Regions from separate parts of the Mus musculus genome. Here region 1 is linked to region 2. Evidence: chromatin contacts called from public Hi-C data. All regions are on one chromosome and are shown on one strand. Each heading gives the region's core, a stretch centred on a gene start, on an enhancer-like site or on the middle of the called end of the contact. The rest is flanking DNA. Distances are from core to core; before and after follow the strand shown. Region 1 overlaps Slc1a2 (solute carrier family 1 (glial high affinity glutamate transporter), member 2). Region 2 overlaps Slc1a2 (solute carrier family 1 (glial high affinity glutamate transporter), member 2).

Region 1 (3,484 bases), core at 971-3,470, 93 kb before region 2:
ATTTTCACATAAACATCTAGAAATGCATGGGAGATTCTGATAGAGAAGCGGTCCCGCTATTAGCACCGGCCTTTATTCTTCTTATAGAAAAATAAAATTAGAAAGGTCCATTGGGCAAACAAGAACTGGTGTCGGGAAACAGCAGTCAGCACCATTCCTTGATGCTGAAGGATTAACTGTTCAGTTGTATATGCTAACTACCTAAGGGGCTTAAGCAATTCTTCGTTCTGAGTTTGGTCAAGTTATTCATTGCATCATTAAGGACTGAGTTCCAAAATTTCTCAAATGTGTCTGTATGCTCAGGAAACAGTTGATACCCCAAATTGCTATAGAAATGTGTGCTCTAATTAGCTATACTTCTATCTATGTGGTTTTATAGAAAATATCATAAGAAAATATCTGTCTGAAAAAATTACAGATACCAAAGAGACTATATCAGCCTACTCTGAGTCTTTATGATTTTTGAAGAGTAGATACAAATGTGTAATGTTATTAAAAGTTAAATTAACATTAAAACTTGTAATATCCAGGACTATAAATATTCTCTGTATAAATAATAGCAAAGAAATTTGGGGATTTGTGGAAGAGAGAATGTAAGATTGGGCCAAACTAACTTTGTAGATTGGAGGTGCAATACTGATCAGAGGGTGATATGGTGTCCCTAGTAACATAGATTCATACCAGGAAGCTAAAATATATCTGCTGGCATCAAGATAAAATTAGATTCACAGTTTGCCAGCTCTGTCCTCAATTTGTAGAAAACAAATAGAAAAGAATATACAAAAAATTCTCCAAAAAGTAGGTTTGTTTTAATATATACAAATCTCTATAGTGACCAGCTGATCTGATCACTGTTGTGCAATGTGGGGGTGGGATGCTGAGATTTTATGGAGGAGGGAAGAAAGAGGAAAGAGTTGAGGTGGTTTGTAGAAGAATCTGGATACCGAAGGCTCTTAGAACAGGAAAGTGACCTTGTGGGTACTAAGCCACCCAGGAGCTGAGTTTCTGGTTGTGTGTATTAGGGAATTTGTTGTAGCATGGAGAGAACTTAGGGATCTGTTTGACCACTTCCTTGGCTGTAAGTGTGCCTGCTCTCCACGTAGGGCAGGAAGCCATTTCCAGGCAGGATAAAATGGTTGCCATAGAGAGAAACAAAGCCCAGAAGTAGCAAGGCTCTGACTGCATCATCCCCCATGTCCCAGAGGATGGTGATAAGGATAACAGTCTGTTGTTAGGTTCTAAAGCTCACCCAGGGGTTGGGGGTGTCTCCAGGGGAACCCAGATATTCTGCCACCCGTTGTCTGGGTCACGTGATGCCTCTGCAGAGCACAGGTCTGTTCCAATAGTAGATTTTATTCTCAGCCTAAAAATTCCCCAAAATACAATGAGAAAGACTTAAAAATACCAAAACTGGTAACTGGATCATAGGATAAGACAAGATTCAGCATAGAAAAAAAAAAAAAAACTGATCAGAAATGATTCAGAGTGTTAGTGTGAACCCAATCTCCCAGGACCTTCTGGACTTCTCCCCCTTTTCTGCAGTGACCTTAAGTAGGTCAATTAAGAAACATCTTTCTGCTCTCACCATAGATCTTCTGTCACCTTGAGAGGAGAAAAAAACCCAACCACCATCACCACTAACAATAATTAGCCCTTTCCCAACTGGCTATACTCCCTCAAATTTGAAGAGCTGAAATCTTTTCTGGCAATGAAGATGTTCACCACACTAAATACATCCATTTAACTCTGGTTGAAATTTGGTCAGAGAGCAAAAAATGCAAGCTATGACCTTTTATACAGAACCAGGGAAGGTTAGGTGCAGCCACCCTCTCTGCTGTAATGACTTAGACACTCTGTGAACATGGACGGACATGGGGCAAATGGGAAAACTCCGTTCTTATAAGTGACAGCATCTCTCCCAATGATGTGCTGTCTGTTATGCATGTAAATCAAGAGGAGAACTTTCTAATGAAATCAATCAAATCCTCTCTCCAGGGGGCGGGGGTGGGGGCGGGGGTGGGGGAAGGCGCAGAATGGATGTATACGTCTGCATGTACTTGGCGGGAAAGGTGTGTGGAGACAGTTGCTGTTGTGTAAATCTTGCACCAAATGTCAGGAGTGTTCAAGCTTGTTTGCCAGAGGCTCCCAAATTCCCACACAGGGTTGGCAATTAGGACTGTTTGGGGAAAATGATGTGGGCTGAGAATTTGGAGTGGGCTCTGTTGCTACAGCAGGTATGATGCAAGATCTCAAAATTCAGACTCCAGGTGTCTGGTCCCTCACGGTGATGTTGCAGAACATTTCCCTGAGCAAAATCACCACTTCCGTGAGAACAGTGAGTTTGGGGAATAGGGATTTTAACCAAAGGATATTTACTGATGTCTGAATGCTGGAAACTGGGTTACTGTGGCCACTCTCCAAGCTTGTAAAGTATGGAATGAATGGAAGCTTGAGTTGGAGTTTTCTCATCATGGACAAGGAAACACCTAAATTGAATATTCATTTTGTGTGTCTTTCAAACTTACAATATAAATAAGTCATGTTTGAGAACAGTAAGATGGAAGGAGATTAGAAAACTGCAGTTGGTCCAGTTCCTTCTCATTTCAGAAGGAAGTGCAAGAAACCTGGGCACACAGTGGCTGTGTGAGCCTTACAGCTACAGATGGGGAGTGTCTTAATCAAATGTTTCCTCTCCCAAGCCACGTTGTTTTTAAACATCTCTGTGTCATTGCCTGATTATGGTGTGAGGCGGTGAGACTGGCTATTACTGATAGTTAAGATCTCCTGTTATCTGCTTCCAAGCCAACCCCCTCTTAACTATTTGGCCACTTACTAAGCAGTCTCTTAAGCAATGAAACGAAAGGAAAGGGAAGGGCGAGGGCAGTGAACTGGGAAGAGAGTTTTAGGGAAAATCCTAAGCTGGTTGGTGTTCTTGATGAGACTTTATCTCACTCCACCCACGGAAAATTAGCTGTCACAGTTGCCACCTGGCTGGGTTGGCACTCAGTAATCCTTCTTTTGGGTTTAACCAGAGACTACTGTAGATGCGGTGACCATGAATCTTCAAGTGACAACTTGGTTTAGGAAACCCTTGCTTCAGACGCTAACCTTATCTCCTTAAGACCCTTGGACCCTGAAGCCCTGAAAGTATCCCAGTACTAGAAAATCCCATCTGGTCCTTCGTCCTGCCTGATAGATCATGAGTTCAGCTGCAGAATAAGCAGAAAAGAAAAAAAAAAAAAAGCAGGGCAGACAGATTGGTCCTTAAAGAGAGCAGCAAACCGGGCAGGTTGCCCCGGGGTTGTAACCACTGCCATTTTAGTCATCAAAGGAGGCCTGAGCTGCTCCGGCTTGTTTATCGGAGCCTGAGCATGCGAATACCTACTTGGGTTTATTGCTTTGTTGCATGAGGAAAATAATGCATAGGCAAGAGCCTAGACCCTGACAAAAGTGAACATTATAATAAGATTTTACTTCGGAGAAC
Region 2 (3,575 bases), core at 597-3,096:
GCATTTACAACAAACTCTAAGCACCCAGGTCCTCCTCTTTTTCATGGAAACTGAGAACAATCATCACAAAATTAAAATGTTTCTAATGCACTGGAGCGAGGGCAAGAGGAATAGAATGGACCTTTGACCTTTAACTGAATTTCTCAAATGGATTCAATCTCAGGCCTCATAGTTAAGGCTCCGAAAAGCAGTAAGATCGAAAGAACATACAGCCCATGACTGTTTTCAGTTAAATTCTATGAAAAGTCAAGTCTATAAGGATGTAGTTAAAGTTGGAAAGAGTACTCAGCCCACATAGCCAACTTAACTGGGAGAAAGAGAACTTGAAGAGTGAATCTGAAACCAACTGTCTGTGGATTAAATTCACTAAAATGTATGCCACACAGAAAAGTAACCTGGCACACAAGAAGTGCTTTGTAAAGAGTAGACCTTTTGCTGTTGCTATCACTGTTATTAGGAGGCTGTTCTGACTCAAAACCTCTAAATACTTTGCCACATTTAGACAATGCAGATTAAATAGACAATATACTGCTTCTTTTCTTTCTTTGTTTTTTCAGTCATAAACCTCTAAGAAAGCAAACTCCCAGAGCCAGGCACCCCTGCCTCTGCCACACTCCCTGGGAGCGACCACCTAGCAATCTGGGAGCTCAGATGACTTCACTTGAGGCTTGAGAAGATGCCAAAGGCTCTCCGTGAGAGCCAGCCCAGAGAGACAGACATTCGATCGAGTTTTTCCAATGAGAAGCATATGTCCAGGGTACACACACACACACACACACACACACACATGTATGGAAAGAAACAATGTGAAGTACATTTTGTCCCAAGAACTGATTCATACTTATCCTTTGAGGACTAACTTTTTCACTTAAATCCCAGGCCAATGGAAAGATGGTTCTGAGAACAACTTCTGGGCAATCGATCATCCGAGTGGCAGTTGCCAGTGGGAAACATAAAAGTTGGGACAAGTCCAGGTGTCCACGGAATTGTTTAAATAAAATTGTTAAGACCAAAGGGCCATTGATCGCCTCTGTTTTTCCTTTCTATGACCATCTCTCTAGAAACATCAAGTCAGTCCCACTCAATCAGCCAACACCGTGGCCTGCATGTTCTCGCTAAGTAGGGTTCATTATATTGTTAAATAGGCACAAGATGATTCCAAACAGTGTATGAAAGGTCAGATCTGCTATGAGTCACATATTTCCATAACCTGTCTAAGCATATCATGTAATCCCTTGGCTAGCTTTTGAAAACCCCAAGAGCTCACTGGCATGATAAGACAACCCAGTTAGCAAGCAAGCAGGCTCTCTACTATAGCTGTTCAACATAAGATGCCAATACTCTTGACCTCTTCAGACACAGAAGAGAGGCGCACACTTGAATTAAGATGACCCTGGCTCTCTGTATGGTTCAACTCCACCTAAAGGTTCCACAGAAAGGCTCTGGAATTTTCCTTGGTTCTTGAGGCATAGCTTTGGCCCTGATCAGCATGCACACTAACCTTCTCTGAATGCTGTGCTCCTTGGGCCTCTTCATGGACACATTCGGGAGGCTTAAGTCTAGGTGACCTCTTGGTTAAGGAGTTTTAGTTTAAATCCCAGCTAATCTGCGCTGCTGCGGGGACTGCTCTGATCTCTTGACACATCTTAGTTCAAGTCTACAGAGAACAGCAAAGTCAGTGCAAACAAAAAAGTGTTATCAGGTTCCCCCATTTCCTCTCCTCCACACAGTTCTCCTCCACCAGCAGCCCCCTCGTCTCCTCTATCAACAGAGTCCTAGCAGAGCCAGTGCCTCTCCCTGCAGAGCCAGGGCTAAGGCGGCTTAGTGGCTGAGAGTCCATCCCAGGTGGGCACGCCCTGCTTGTTTGCAGTGCTCTGGGTATTTTTAGCATCTGTCTATAGGGAAAAGGCTAAGCCACACCGCGTGGCTGTTATGCTACTAATGACACCCTGAGCTCCAAGAAGCAGCAGTCACGGCAAATACTGACGCTTCAGGTGCAAGAAAACAACACTTCACTGAAAAATCACACCCTTGTGGGGGTGGGGGAAAGAAAAGTTCATGAATTAAGCTTCCACGAGGTATTACATAGCTCTGGTATAAGTTACCTAACTGTGGGAATTTCTGAGTAGTAGTTACATGTATTCCTCCTCTTTCTCTCTTTTGTTTTCTTTCCATTCCTTTCCTTCTGCTTCCCTTCCCTATTGTCTTCTCAGCATCTCTTTGGAGAACCACCCATCTCTACACGCTCCATGAAAGTACAAACAATAATCCATATTTAGCCAATCGGAGTGAACGTTTCCTCACTGGTTACACCAGGAATGAATGGAACTGGAGTTCACCCAACTAGAATCTTCCCTGGGGGCCTTTCTGGATCGTCAGAAAAAAAAAAGAGGCAGTTTTCATTGCTGTAATTATTAACTATGAAGGCACCGTATGCCTTGAGCTTGACCCATCATTGCCTGGAACAAAGATAACTCAGAACCAAGCTCAGCTAAGAGACTGAGTAACAGATTGGCCCCCCAGTCCTGCTGCATCTAAATCCCTGGAATTCCTGAACACCTCAGTGAGACTCAGTTACATCAGCCAGTAAGACTCCTTCCTCTTTCCCTTTGGCGTGGCACCAAGAATACTTGAAGAAATCTGGATATAGGGCTGTCGTTAAATGTTTTAATTTTTAAAAACTTTAAAGCAGAGAGACAATAAGTAACCCACAAATCTGTCCACTGATTTCCACTGTGCTGGTTCAGAGGCACCCAGATTGCCTTTCTCTCCTACAGAAAGTGGGAGACCATAAGCTCCCTTTGGCACTTCCAGAAAATAACAGGCTCCACGGCACCATTTCATTGGCTGCCTTTCCAAGAAAAGCTATGTATCCCTGGTGGCCTTCAGGAGCTGCACACAGAGGGTGAGAATGGGATTTTGCACACAGACCCTTCAGGGAGGGGAGATGGCTATGATGATGAGCAGAACAATATGACAGATGACAGTGGCCTGCACGCATCCTCCAACCGACTCACATTCTCTTAAGGTTAAATGCTCACCACAATGGGCCCATTTGATGGGTGGAGACAGTGCATTAGCCAACATGCCCAAGACTGCACAGCAAGTGGGATGTGAACCAGACTTAAAAGGAAAACATTTGTGCCACAGAGGATGTGTTCAGCCACCGGGTTGACCTTTCTATGGATTCACCTGCTCGTTGTGGCCCTGAGCAACCTTGAAAGTTTTCACCACAACAGAGAGTCAACTTCTCATGAAAAATGTACCTACTATTTGTGAAAGTACAAATCATGCCTTCACATTTATCCTAAAACATAGACACCTACGATTCTGTTTCAAACATTTGAGATATCTATTTCCTGTGATACAGTACTGAGAGGAACTTAACAGGTTTGGTACAGGGGATTGAATTCAAGCACTCTTCCACCCAGCTATATCCCCAGTCCTTAAATATTCCCTCTGAACCTTAGCCTTCCATCTAACTCAGCTTTGACTGCCAGGACACTACAAAAGCTAAAAATCTACAACCAGCTGAGTTAAACACACAGAGGAGAGTGCACATACAGAAGAGATTC

Evidence for each region. A called contact is a pair of places that touch in the nucleus more often than the background predicts.
Region 1: a Hi-C map of olfactory sensory neurons shows a contact between it and region 2, with 3 times the contacts expected there. The contact joins two enhancer-like sites. A contact is called at or near these places in 23 of 484 Hi-C or Micro-C datasets (3T3-L1-derived adipocytes, the BV-2 cell line, LSK cells and 18 more), 2 of 115 datasets of contacts at active chromatin or transcription factors (CD8 T cells and bone marrow-derived dendritic cells) and 3 of 9 other capture datasets (adipose tissue, macrophages and pancreatic islet).

Annotation. Positions count from the first base shown.
Region 1 is chr2:102,785,142-102,788,625 of GRCm38.p6, reverse strand. It overlaps Slc1a2 (solute carrier family 1 (glial high affinity glutamate transporter), member 2), which reads right to left. Exons shown (of 11, transcript NM_001077514.4): 11 at 1-3,484. Among named protein-coding and RNA genes, the nearest start is that of Gm13872, 40 kb to the right of the region's middle. Within about 2 kb of position 2,220, at least 8 of the 459 cell types and tissues checked have an H3K27ac peak or open chromatin away from gene starts, as enhancers often do. A contact at or near this core is called in olfactory sensory neurons, where this site is marked.
Region 2 is chr2:102,692,047-102,695,621 of GRCm38.p6, reverse strand. All of the region lies in intron 1 of Slc1a2 (solute carrier family 1 (glial high affinity glutamate transporter), member 2), which reads right to left. Among named protein-coding and RNA genes, the nearest start is that of Slc1a2, 35 kb to the right of the region's middle. Within about 2 kb of position 1,846, at least 25 of the 459 cell types and tissues checked have an H3K27ac peak or open chromatin away from gene starts, as enhancers often do. A contact at or near this core is called in olfactory sensory neurons, where this site is marked.